Regions from separate parts of the Rattus norvegicus genome. Here all the other regions are linked to region 2. The links are chromatin contacts, called in public Hi-C maps. All regions are on one chromosome and are shown on one strand. The core of a region is the stretch at or near the end of the contact, and the rest is flanking DNA. Distances in the headings are between cores, read along the strand shown. Region 1 holds the start of Tamm41 (TAM41 mitochondrial translocator assembly and maintenance homolog). Region 2 holds the start of Tsen2 (tRNA splicing endonuclease subunit 2). Region 3 overlaps Syn2 (synapsin II).

Region 1 (3,524 bases), core at 36-2,535, 500 kb after region 2:
TGTATGTATGTCACATGTGTGCCTGGTGCCCTTGGAGCTCACTAGAGGGCATCAGACCTTCTGGAGTTACAGATGGTTGTGAGTGCTGGGGACTTATCATTGAGCCACAGCTCCGACCATGGTATGTTGTCATTTGTTGTGCTGGGATGGAACCCAGGGCTTTGTGAGTACTAGGCAATCTCCCTAGCACTGAGCCACAACACTCAGCCCTAAGCACTGAGCCACACCATCAGCCCTAGCAGTTTGTTGTTTTTGTTTTAGAGCGGGATCTTTCATAGTATCCCAATCCAACCTCAAACTTGCCAAAGCTTGCCTAGAACTCACCACCCTCCTGGTTATAGCCGCATAAGTAGCTGGGACTGCAGGTGGTGGTGCTGATCTTTGAGAGGCAGTACAAGTTAGAGAAGAAAGCACAGCTTCAAAGAGTCTGGGAGCTCAACCATCTCCTGAAGGCCTCTGCCATCTTGAGCACGTTTCTCTCACTGTGTAAAAGAAATCTTTGATATCTTCTACCTCAGAATCCCATTTTCTCCAGAAGAGGAATGGAAATTAAAGGGTCCTTGGTGAGGCCATCCCTAATGGGGCAAGGAATCTTCTCTGATCCTAAAATCGAGAGAAAATATAAAAGGAATGTTTATTCAATATGTTTCCTTTTGTGGGGCATTTTACTTATTATCAGACTTGGAAGGGACTTTTAACATGAAGAAGCCATGGCCAGTTTCTAGCAATCACAGTTCCTTGGGCAGGCATGTTTTACTTTGTTTTGTTTTGTTTTTCTAAATCTTCAAATTCTCCTACAACTTGGTGCTACAGGTGACAGTTGCACAATGTTGAGAATGAGATAGTTCATGCTTTCATTCTTGGAGACAGAGGTAGGCGGATGACTGTGAGTTCGAGGCCAGCCTGGTCTACCTAGCAAATTCTAGAGCTGTTGCACAGTGAAACCCTGTCTGGAAAAAAAAATCTTACGCTTTGGGGCCAGTCTGGTCTACAGAGGGAGTTCTCAGACAGCCAGGGATACACAGAGAAACTCTATCTCAAAAAAAAAACAAGAAAAACCTTCAATATACGGATGATTTAATTAATGTAATTAATTAAATGGTTTAATAACCATTTGTGGTTTGAGAGCTACAAAAGATTTGCAAGGCTGTGTTGTTGTCTATAGCAGGTTGTCTTAGGATGGGCATGCAGTGTGCTCCTCCGCTGGCTAGAGGGCGCCACAGAGCCTCGGCCTCCCTGCAGGTCGCCAGCTGCCGCTCTGAAGCGCGCGTGCGTGGAGGGGCGGGGCCGGGCGGAAGCGCGGTCCGCACGACCGAGAATTGCGAGCACAGGGTCCGCACAGCACCCTCTGTCCTACTGGCGGGCCAGCCCGCCCATGGCGCTGCAGGCGCTGCACAGCTCGGGCGTGGGCCTGCGCAGGATTCTGGCTCACTTCCCGGAGGACCTGAGTTTGGCCTTCGCCTACGGCTCTGCGGTGTATCGCCAGGCAGGACCCAGTGCACACCAGGAGGTGAGTCCGAGGCCCCCTCTTTCCTCGACCAGTCCCATGTCTGGCACCTGTTCACCCTCGCCGGTCCCCGTGTGCCTTCCATCCCTGCGGAGCCCCGGACACGCCAAGAGCCAACTAGTAAAGTGTTCATACTACCAAAGTGTCCCTCAGTGTGAGCTGAATTTGGATTTTCCTTGTCAGGGTTGACTGAAGGCTGGCCTCGAACTCACAGTCCTGGAATTAAAGGCCAGGCAAACCTATATGTTTACTTTTACTTAGTGGTTATGTAGCAAGCGCACGTGCACCGCTGCGCACACTTGAAGGTCACAAGACGACTTGAAGGAGTTGTTTCTCTCCTTGCACCACGTGGGTCATGAGGTTGAACTCAGTTTATCTGGTTTGGCAGGAAGTGACACTATATGCTGGTCCTTCACCGGCCTGAGCTGATAGGATAAGTAAGGGATGAGTAGTCATCTCCATCAATCTAAGTCGGGAGCCATGAGGAAGATGTGGTAGCATTGCAGAGGAGTGGTGGGAAGGGAAAAACAAGTGTTTTCAGCCTTTGACATTGGAGTTTTCCAGAGCTTTTTAGAAAAAAGGAAGACTGTTTTGTCTACAGGGATTCATTTCATTAGCCTAGGACTTTATCAGTGTGTAATATCCCACGTGACTAATTCGAAACCAGCTTTGAAAAATCCCATCTAAAAATAAGGAGAAAATATGGAATGATCGTGGGCTTCAAGAAGTTGATGGTCTGGGTATAGGGCCCAGGCAGGTAGCACATTTATTCAGCTCAACACATTGAACAGGAGTCTAGGTGGGAGTGAGCCTTGCAACTCCAGAGTTGACTGAGTATACAAGTCTCAGTGTGGTCTGCAGAAATCACTGTACAGATAGCATAGGGCATCCTGGGTCTAGCTCCTGGCCAGATCTTTTTTCCAGTTAAAATTCACCTCCTGGTGTTTCTTGAATTTCTTCTGCATCCTTCCTATTTTCTCTACCTTGGCTGCAAATGGGAAAGTACGGGTCATGGGCACACAAGAGATTGTAAGTTGTCCGGTTTCTTCATATACATTATCATAATTTTTTTACAATCACCCTCAACAAGGCATTGTGGTACCCACTTGTAACCCCTGCCTTCAGGAGACAAGAATGGGTGGATCCCTGGGCCTTACTGGCTCCCAGCATACTTGGCAAGCTCCAGGTGGTAAGAGAGCCTCTGACCTGCAAACATGTAGACTCGTACATCTGTACAGATACATAACCATGCCCTATTCATGCTACCTCCAGGTCTTAAATATTATCACCAATGGTCTAAGACTGGCCTGGGAAACCATAGCATTCCTTAACCTCCTGATAGCCACCTTGTGGGTTTTCAGCGAGGTTCTCCTTTGAGCTGACCTAGGATTCTCTCCTGGAAATGACCCTTCTTTTCTCTTCTTTTTCATTCTCTACATTCATGCTAACAAGTCTGGTGCATTCTCCCATGACGAGAGTGCCTGAGCTAATAATGCCATTTCATTTCCTCATCCATAAGCTCTCCTCCCTCCATTCAGCTCCTCTGGAAAGTTCTTTAATGTGGAAAATCACCCTGATCTCATTTAGTACTCCATGAGCATGTTTTGTTACACCAGCATCAAACTGGGGGTGGGGGTGGGGTGGGGTGGTGGTGGTTCTGGAGCATGCCTGGCTAACCAACGTGTAGGGAACAGTTTCCACTAACCTGACAACCTTTTAAAACTGTGCTTCCTGGGTTACTTCTCCATGCTGCCTTCCCCTCCTACATTCTTCGGAAGTCATAAATGTCACATCCAAGAAAAATCCCTCCTCCTTACTCTCTTGATCTAATCTTGCTGAGTGTAGTTGCTAGGTTAAGCGTTCCTATGTAGAGTCAACCTGTGCGTAATTTGTCAGTCTTTTGTGGGGGGCTCTTGAGTTCCCTGCCCTGAAACCTATCAGCTTTCTTTTTCCCTTAATGTTTTTAAAATTATTTTTAAAATACTCATGTGTATGAGTATTTTGGCCTGTGTGTATG
Region 2 (3,436 bases), core at 103-2,602:
CAAGGAAGTAAAGTTAGAACAACTGACAAGTGAGTGTCAAAGATACCCATGCACGGGGATGGAGAGAGGCTTAGTAGTTAAGACACAGGTTCAATTCCCAACATGCACATGGTGGCTTATATCCACCTACAACTCTAGCTGCAGGGGATCAGATAACCAAGCACTCAACTGTCACCTGTCATAGTGCAATACATACATGCAGGTATGTATGTATAGGGTAGAGCAGACCAGAACAGTAGTCTGGAGGACTAAATATATAGGCTTTCACTTGCTTCTTTTCCCAGTGCTGGGGATTGAACCCAGGGCCCCGCTCATTCAAAGAAAATGCTCTATCAAAGGAGCCACAGTCCCAGCCCAGGCACTGCTCTTATCCTCACTGTATAAGTGAGAAGGGACTTGGGGGGCCAGGCTGAATGTATCTGCAAAGATTGTTAAGAAACCTGGCCATGCTTGACATCAAAGCACCACAAAGCACATTTCTGTCCATCAAAAGCAAGGCCCATCCTTTATTTTTCCCCCAACCTGCTAGCCTAATAATCATTTAAAATTTTTGGTTTTGCTGACACTTGATCTTGCTATGTAGCTTTGGCTAGCTTTAAACTCACTATGATCTTTCTGCCCCAGCCTCCCATGTGCTGCGGTTAAAGACATGAACCGTCACACACAATGGTCAACCTAACCCCTTTTATATACTCCTCTAAGTGTCAATCGAAGCACAAACCATACAGGAAAAGGTGGATCCGTATAATTTCCCAACACTCTTGGGATCGGGTGTCAAAGAAGTCTCTCTTATGGCAAAACTCACCCGAGTTCTCTTATCATTTTGTTTGTTTGTTTGTTTGTTTGTTTGTTTGAGATGAGGCCACACGTAGCCCAAGCTGGCTTCAAACTTGATACGTAGCTGAGGATAGCTTTAAAAACAGCTGATACTGTTGCCTCTGCCTCCTGAAGTTGGGATTACAGGTGGGCAGTCGCACGCTTGGTTTGGCGCAGTGCTGGGGACAGAAAAACGCTGCCAACTGAGTCCCGTCCCAGCCCTCGTGGGCTCCTCATCATTTGAAAACACACTTGCATCTGTGTTTCCCCCTGCACAGCTCCAGAGCTGAGGTTCAGGGCTGAGGGCCAAGGCAGACCAGCCTGGGTCTGGGACAGATGGCATCTGTCACTGAGAGCGAAATGCTCGGCAGCCATCAGGAAGCTGTGCTCAGCACGCTTGAGTGACAGCCAGCCCCCACCCCACTCACGCCTGAAGCGGTTCACACGCTGGACACAGAACACTAGAGACCGGCCGGCTCCAGACTTCCCGTCAGTCTTACCTTACCCGGCCACGCGCGCCCACGGTTACCCGGCAACCTGGAGGCGGTACTGTAGCCGTCAAGCAGCGCGGCCGCAAAACCAGCTGCGCGTAGCCGCAAAACGACCGGCTGCGTCCTAGCACAGCACGCTTGCGCACAGCACTTCTGACAGTACCTTCCGCCCCATCCCCCAGCTAAATCTAACGAATAAGGCTAAGGGGCCTTTCCCCCGCCTTAATCCTCATAGCATTCCCACATTTTTCTCTTTACTTTTTTTTTTTTTTTTTTTATGTAGTTCTCACTGTACAGCCTTGGTTTGCTTGGAGCTCACTAGCCCAGACAAGCTCACGGAGTTCAAGATGCCTTTGCATCTCCAGTGCTGGGATTAAAAGTGCTCACTGCCTGGAGGTTCCAACACAAGGTTCATTTTTTTTAGAGATGAGATATGAAGCGACTTGTCCTAAAAGACTGCCCTTGACCTCAGTGTGATAGGAGATTTTATTCAGAGTAATGAACCCTGAATGCTATAAAGGAAGATGTACCCACTGGTGTAATAATGGTGTGAAGGTTCAGAGGCAACCAACATTTAAGTGAGTGGATCTGAGGTCTGTTTGTCGGAGGGAATTCATGCTTGGTGTTGTAAACTTAACCAGAAGCCTGTGTCTCAGGACCAGAAGCCTGTGTCAAAGACCTTAAGGAGAACCCAATTACTATTGTCTTGTTAAATGAAGAGATCCAGCTACTTCCAAATATTTTGGTTATACCCACATACAGATTAGTGCTGCTTTCACCACGTCCAGAGAGGCTTTTCTCTGCAGAGGGCAGTGGTGACTCAGTAACAATCAAAATGCTGACTAGTGACTGCCAAGTGCTCAGTCTTAAGCGGAAATCTCTACATTAACCCTTGCCTGCCCCAGGCTGAGGAAACATTGAGAAGGGAATGGTGCAGAAAGAAGGCCAGAACCAGAGGATGGGAGGATGCTGTCTTCTGGACATGACAGAGCCCATAGCATTCATGAACTCACAGAGGGCTTGGTTACCTACATAAGCCTTAGTCAAGATCAAGGCCGAAGGATCAGTTAAAGTTCTAGCCAGCAGTATTAATTGCATCTGATGGATGACTGAAAAGATAAAAGGCAAGGGGAAGGAAGATAGGCAGGGATGTGTGGGCGAATAGTGGGGTGGGAGAGGAGAGCTGGGGATGGCTGTCATCAAGATATACCGTATATGAAACTGTTTAAGAACACACAAAAGATAACAACAACAATAGCCACAGCAACAAAATGTAAAACAAAGAATACAGACAGGCTGGAGAGATGGCTCAGTTGTTAGGAGCACTGACTGTTCTTCCAGAGGTCCTGAGTTCAAGTCCCAGCAACCACATGGTGGCTCATAACCATCTGTAATGGGATCTTCCGATGCCCTCTTCCAGTGTGTCTGAAGACAGCGACAGTGTACTCACGTATGTAAAATAAATAAATCTTAAAAAAAAATATCTAAAGAAACCAAATTCTGTCAGGCGTGTGGTGAGCGCCTTTAATCCTAGTGCTTGGTAAGGAGAAGCAGCCAGACCTCTATGAATTGAAGGCCAGCCTGGTCTACATAACAAGTTCCAGATCAGCCAAGACTATATAGTGAGATCCTGTCTTTCTTTTTTCTTTTTTCCTCCTAGGCTGGGGTATGAATTAGTGGTAGAGCAATTGCCTAGCATGCAAATGCCTGGGGTCCATAAAAATGAACAAAAGAAAGTGAAAAAGTATTTCTTAAACTTCCAACCTTTGCTCTCTTGTTTCTTTCGTGTTCCTCATATCTCAACTTTGATTTCCTTGTTGGAGTATTTGAAAATAACCCCTACCTAGGCATGGCGGTATGTATTTATAGTTATAATTACTAGGGAAGCCGAGGGCCTAGCATCTTTTGAGGCTGGAAGTTCAAGACTGGGCAATAGATTGAGACCCTTGCTTATCCCTTGAAAGAACAACATGAAGTGGAGCCGTGTTCTCACACACTGTTAATCCCAGCACTCGGGAGGCAGAAGCAGGAGGATCTCTGAGTTCAAGGTCAACCTGGTCTACAGAGTGAGTTCCAGGACAACCAGGGCTACACACAGAGAAACCTGTCTCAAAAAAACCAAACCAAAC
Region 3 (3,396 bases), core at 283-2,782, 270 kb after region 2:
TCGCAGAGTTGTAGTCTGCCTGACGGCATGGCTCCACTCCTACGCTTCCTCTCCTCCCAGCTGGGATTCTGATTATGTCCTGACAGGATCAAAGATGCATGTGACTCCGTTTGTCTCACACTTGTGTTTCAGGCAGTTCACGTTAGGAGTTTGTCTTCAGTGTGCCGGAAACATCCTCTAAAGCCAGTGTGCCAAGTGGGCCGATGGTGATGTCAGAGTGTGCCTTCCCAAGCAGGGCTTCGAAGTGGGCTAAATGTGCCTTCAGTCACTTCCCTTTCAACACTCACCCCTGAAGATAAGGCTCCAAGTCCTATTCCCACATCAGTGCAGTTTCCTCCCTGCTCCCCACTTCCCCCATGGCTAAGTCTGGCCATGTCTCTCCCCCTGCTCCCCATGGCCACTTTTTAGCTCAAATACCCTTGAAGTAGAAGTGTTCTCTTCCCAGTACTCAGTCATTCACTAATAACATGACTCCAACTGTACGGAAGTTTGGACACTAGCAGGCCTGGTCTTTGTTGTGTTCTTAGTATCACACAGCAGGGCAGCCCATCTTACCTGACAACCACCTTCAACAACAGAACATCCCTTTCTCCCAAGCACTCTAACTGGTTTCAGAAGACCTGCCCTGAGCTCTGACATCGAGACACACGCTCATTAAGCATTAAGCTAGTTGGTGGCCACCTAAGCCACTCCTGCATCGGGGCTCCTCAGTTCCTCCCTCCTGGCACCATCTGCTAGTTACCTGATTTGCTTAAGCATCTATCGGTTTTTGCTTAAACTATAGTTTCCTAATCCTTCCAACTCATCTCTCCCATCTTTGTTCCCCATGGACACTGTCACCCTTTCAAACCTCCCTAGGTGTGCCACTTAATTTCTCTGGAAATTCCTTGAGTGTTTACAGTGTCCCACATACACAGGCCCTTTATGTGACCACCCGTTTATATCTAACAATGGCCGTATGTGGTAGATGCTGCTTTACCAAGATTCCCAATTGCTCCAGCAATGTTGGAATGAAGCTCTCTAGCCTTCAGCTGCCCATATGTCCTTAAAGTGTGCATGCCTTCTGGTCCCAACCTTATTGGTTAGTCTCTTTTCTAAAACAGAATCTCAGGCATCAGGCAGCACAAGGCAAGCCCGTGAAGTGCCTAGACTGGTTCCTGCCAGTCCTGTCCCTCAGGCCTCACAGAAGGCACTCACCATGAATACTGACCCTGGTTCTCCTCCGTCACAGAAATACACACGTGAGACATTCAGGGATAAAATGAGTCTCAAAGTGCCCTTCCCAAGGCTTTGGGGAGAGAGGCCCCAGAGGCAGTCCTCAGAGCTAGAGCCTGGGAATGTGCCTTGGCTACCCTTGATAGTGCCTAAAGAGCTTCTCCTGTCCCTGGTTCCACTGAGGTTGTAGATGGAAGACTTCTCAGGGGGTGCGGGAAGCCAGGAGGAGAGTCCCCTAGGACTGTCCCTTGCCAGGCTGAGACAATCTGGCTCCTCCCACAAGCCTGCTGTCTGCTAGAGGCTGAGGACTTATTCCCTATGGGGTTTGGCTACCACGGGATCTGTCTCCAGTCACCAAGAGCCTCCTGGGATACTGAATTCCACAGAAGTCTGGCCACTCTGGCGTCACTGCCAAAATTTGGCATATAGCCAGCCCGAGGCAGGAACCCGTGGTCAGCCTGAGTAGCAGTTTCTCTCAGGAAGCTTGTTGACTCAAACAGGTAAGAATGTTTAGTGCAGCACCTGTGGCCAGCTGCACACAAACAGGGAAGAGGAAAACAGCCTTTTAATGGCCTCCAAAACGAAGCCCTGTGAAATCCTGAGCTTATGGAATGGCTGCAAGTGGCTGTCAGACAGATGCCACTGCCAAAACTAATGTGGTTGAAGGTGCATTTGTGTCTTAATGAGGGAGGGGAACCCTCCATTCTTGCTTGTTCAAGCCTCATTAGAAAGTAGTTGGCACCTCTTTGAAGGGGTGCACTGGCAGGATCTCTGAAGAGAAAGGGGGTTGAGAGACTGGAAATTCTTTCTTTATGCGCTTGACAAGTTACATCTCTGCGGCTCGGTTTCCCCAAATGGTCAGACTACAAAGATTAAATGCTGATGTGACCCTGGCAGCACCACAGTTAGTGTCAATCATGTCAGTGGTAGCCTCGGTAACAATGATTGTGCCACCGTGAGAGCTCTTCAACCAGCACATTGAAAAACTCTGGCCAGAGATACTGTATAGGGATACAAGTTGTCACAGGCAGATGAGTTCTGCTGGCTCCTCTGGCTCCAGGCTTCCACTAATTCTTTGTGCATTTTTGAGTTCTTTGGATGACTGAGGTGAGAGATAAGCCCTTCTTATTAGCAGTGCAGTCTTGAGGCAAGAAAAGCCTCAGGGCTGCTGGGCTGAACAGAGATATCCTGCAGGAATGGGGTTTGAGGGACTCGGTGAGGAGAGCATGCTGCTACCCATAGAGGCCAGCTAGGCTAATTAATATCCTGCTCTGCTGGGTCTGTGGGGCTTTAGCAATCAAAGAAGCCAGGGGGCAGGGGAGATGAATGTCCCGTGAAGCAGCTGGTGAAGTGATAGGTCGAGCATCTGGCTATTGAGGGAGGAGAGCAAGTTTTCTCATAAGGTACCACAAGTGCCCAGGTCTCCCTTTCTTTCCTTTCCCCTTACAGGCACACCAAAAACCCCTGGTGCACGGTATTACAGACCCTCCTGAGCTGGGGGTCAGAAGACCTAGCTCTCCATAGCAGCCAGGTGACTCTAGAGAGGTCATCTTCATTGTCTTTCCTGATATGGGAGCACATATAGAGTTACAAGTCCCATATCTCACACAAGGGTTAAAAACATCAAATGAGCTTTATAAAATGTAAAGTCCTAGTCAGTGAATGATATAAGACAACATCATTGTTTTTATTTAAATAAAAGTAAATCTACAGTGTATGAACTGCATGTATCAATGGAGAATATATATTGCTAAATAGCTTCCCATCGTCTTGTGCATATAGTAGTTTTTTTTTGTTTGTTTTTTTTTTGGTTCTTTTTTTCGGAGCTGGGGACCGAACCCAGGGCCTTGCGCTTCCTAGGTAAGCGCTCTACCACTGAGCTAAATCCCCAGCCCCGGCATATAGTAGTTCTTATATGGGGGATTTTGGGTTGGGTTAGACCATGCCTTCTCTCTGTGTATCACTGCCTTAGTTTGGGCAAGATCTACTCAATTGCAAATCACTGACCTGGGTGAGAAACCTAGCCCATGGCTGAGAATCTATGGGGGGTTTAACTAAAGGTCCATCTAATTTTCCACCCTGTGGCTTTTGTTAGACAGACTGGCAGAGGAGCTCCTATCTAAGTGAGGCCCCAACAGGATGGAAAGCTAAGGAAGGAAAGACATCGAGTGACTCAACTTT

The links. Hi-C and Micro-C count contacts between places; a contact is called where the count stands out from the background.
Region 1: a Hi-C map of the A7r5 cell line shows a contact between it and region 2, with 7 times the contacts expected there. The contact joins the promoter of Tamm41 here to the promoter of Tsen2 in region 2. A contact is called at or near these places in 4 of 12 Hi-C or Micro-C datasets (the A7r5 cell line, Schwann cells, frontal cortex and 1 more) and 1 of 1 datasets of contacts at active chromatin or transcription factors (oligodendrocytes).
Region 3: a contact with region 2 is called in a Hi-C map of the A7r5 cell line, with 3 times the contacts expected there. The contact joins the enhancer-like site here to the promoter of Tsen2 in region 2. A contact is called at or near these places in 7 of 12 Hi-C or Micro-C datasets (the A7r5 cell line, frontal cortex, kidney and 3 more).

What each region holds. Positions count from the first base shown.
Region 1 is chr4:149,774,130-149,777,653 of GRCr8, reverse strand. Tamm41 (TAM41 mitochondrial translocator assembly and maintenance homolog) reads left to right here and starts at 1,285. Exons shown (of 8, transcript NM_001108642.1): 1 at 1,285-1,510. The coding sequence starts at 1,376.
Region 2 is chr4:150,273,398-150,276,833 of GRCr8, reverse strand. It overlaps Tsen2 (tRNA splicing endonuclease subunit 2), which reads right to left and starts at 1,352. Exons shown (of 12, transcript NM_001014057.2): 1 at 1,317-1,352.
Region 3 is chr4:150,005,152-150,008,547 of GRCr8, reverse strand. The region is part of intron 10 of Syn2 (synapsin II); the gene reads right to left. Among named protein-coding and RNA genes, the nearest start is that of Timp4, 22 kb to the right of the region's middle. Within about 2 kb of position 1,532, at least 10 of the 93 cell types and tissues checked have an H3K27ac peak or open chromatin away from gene starts, as enhancers often do. A contact at or near this core is called in the A7r5 cell line, where this site is marked.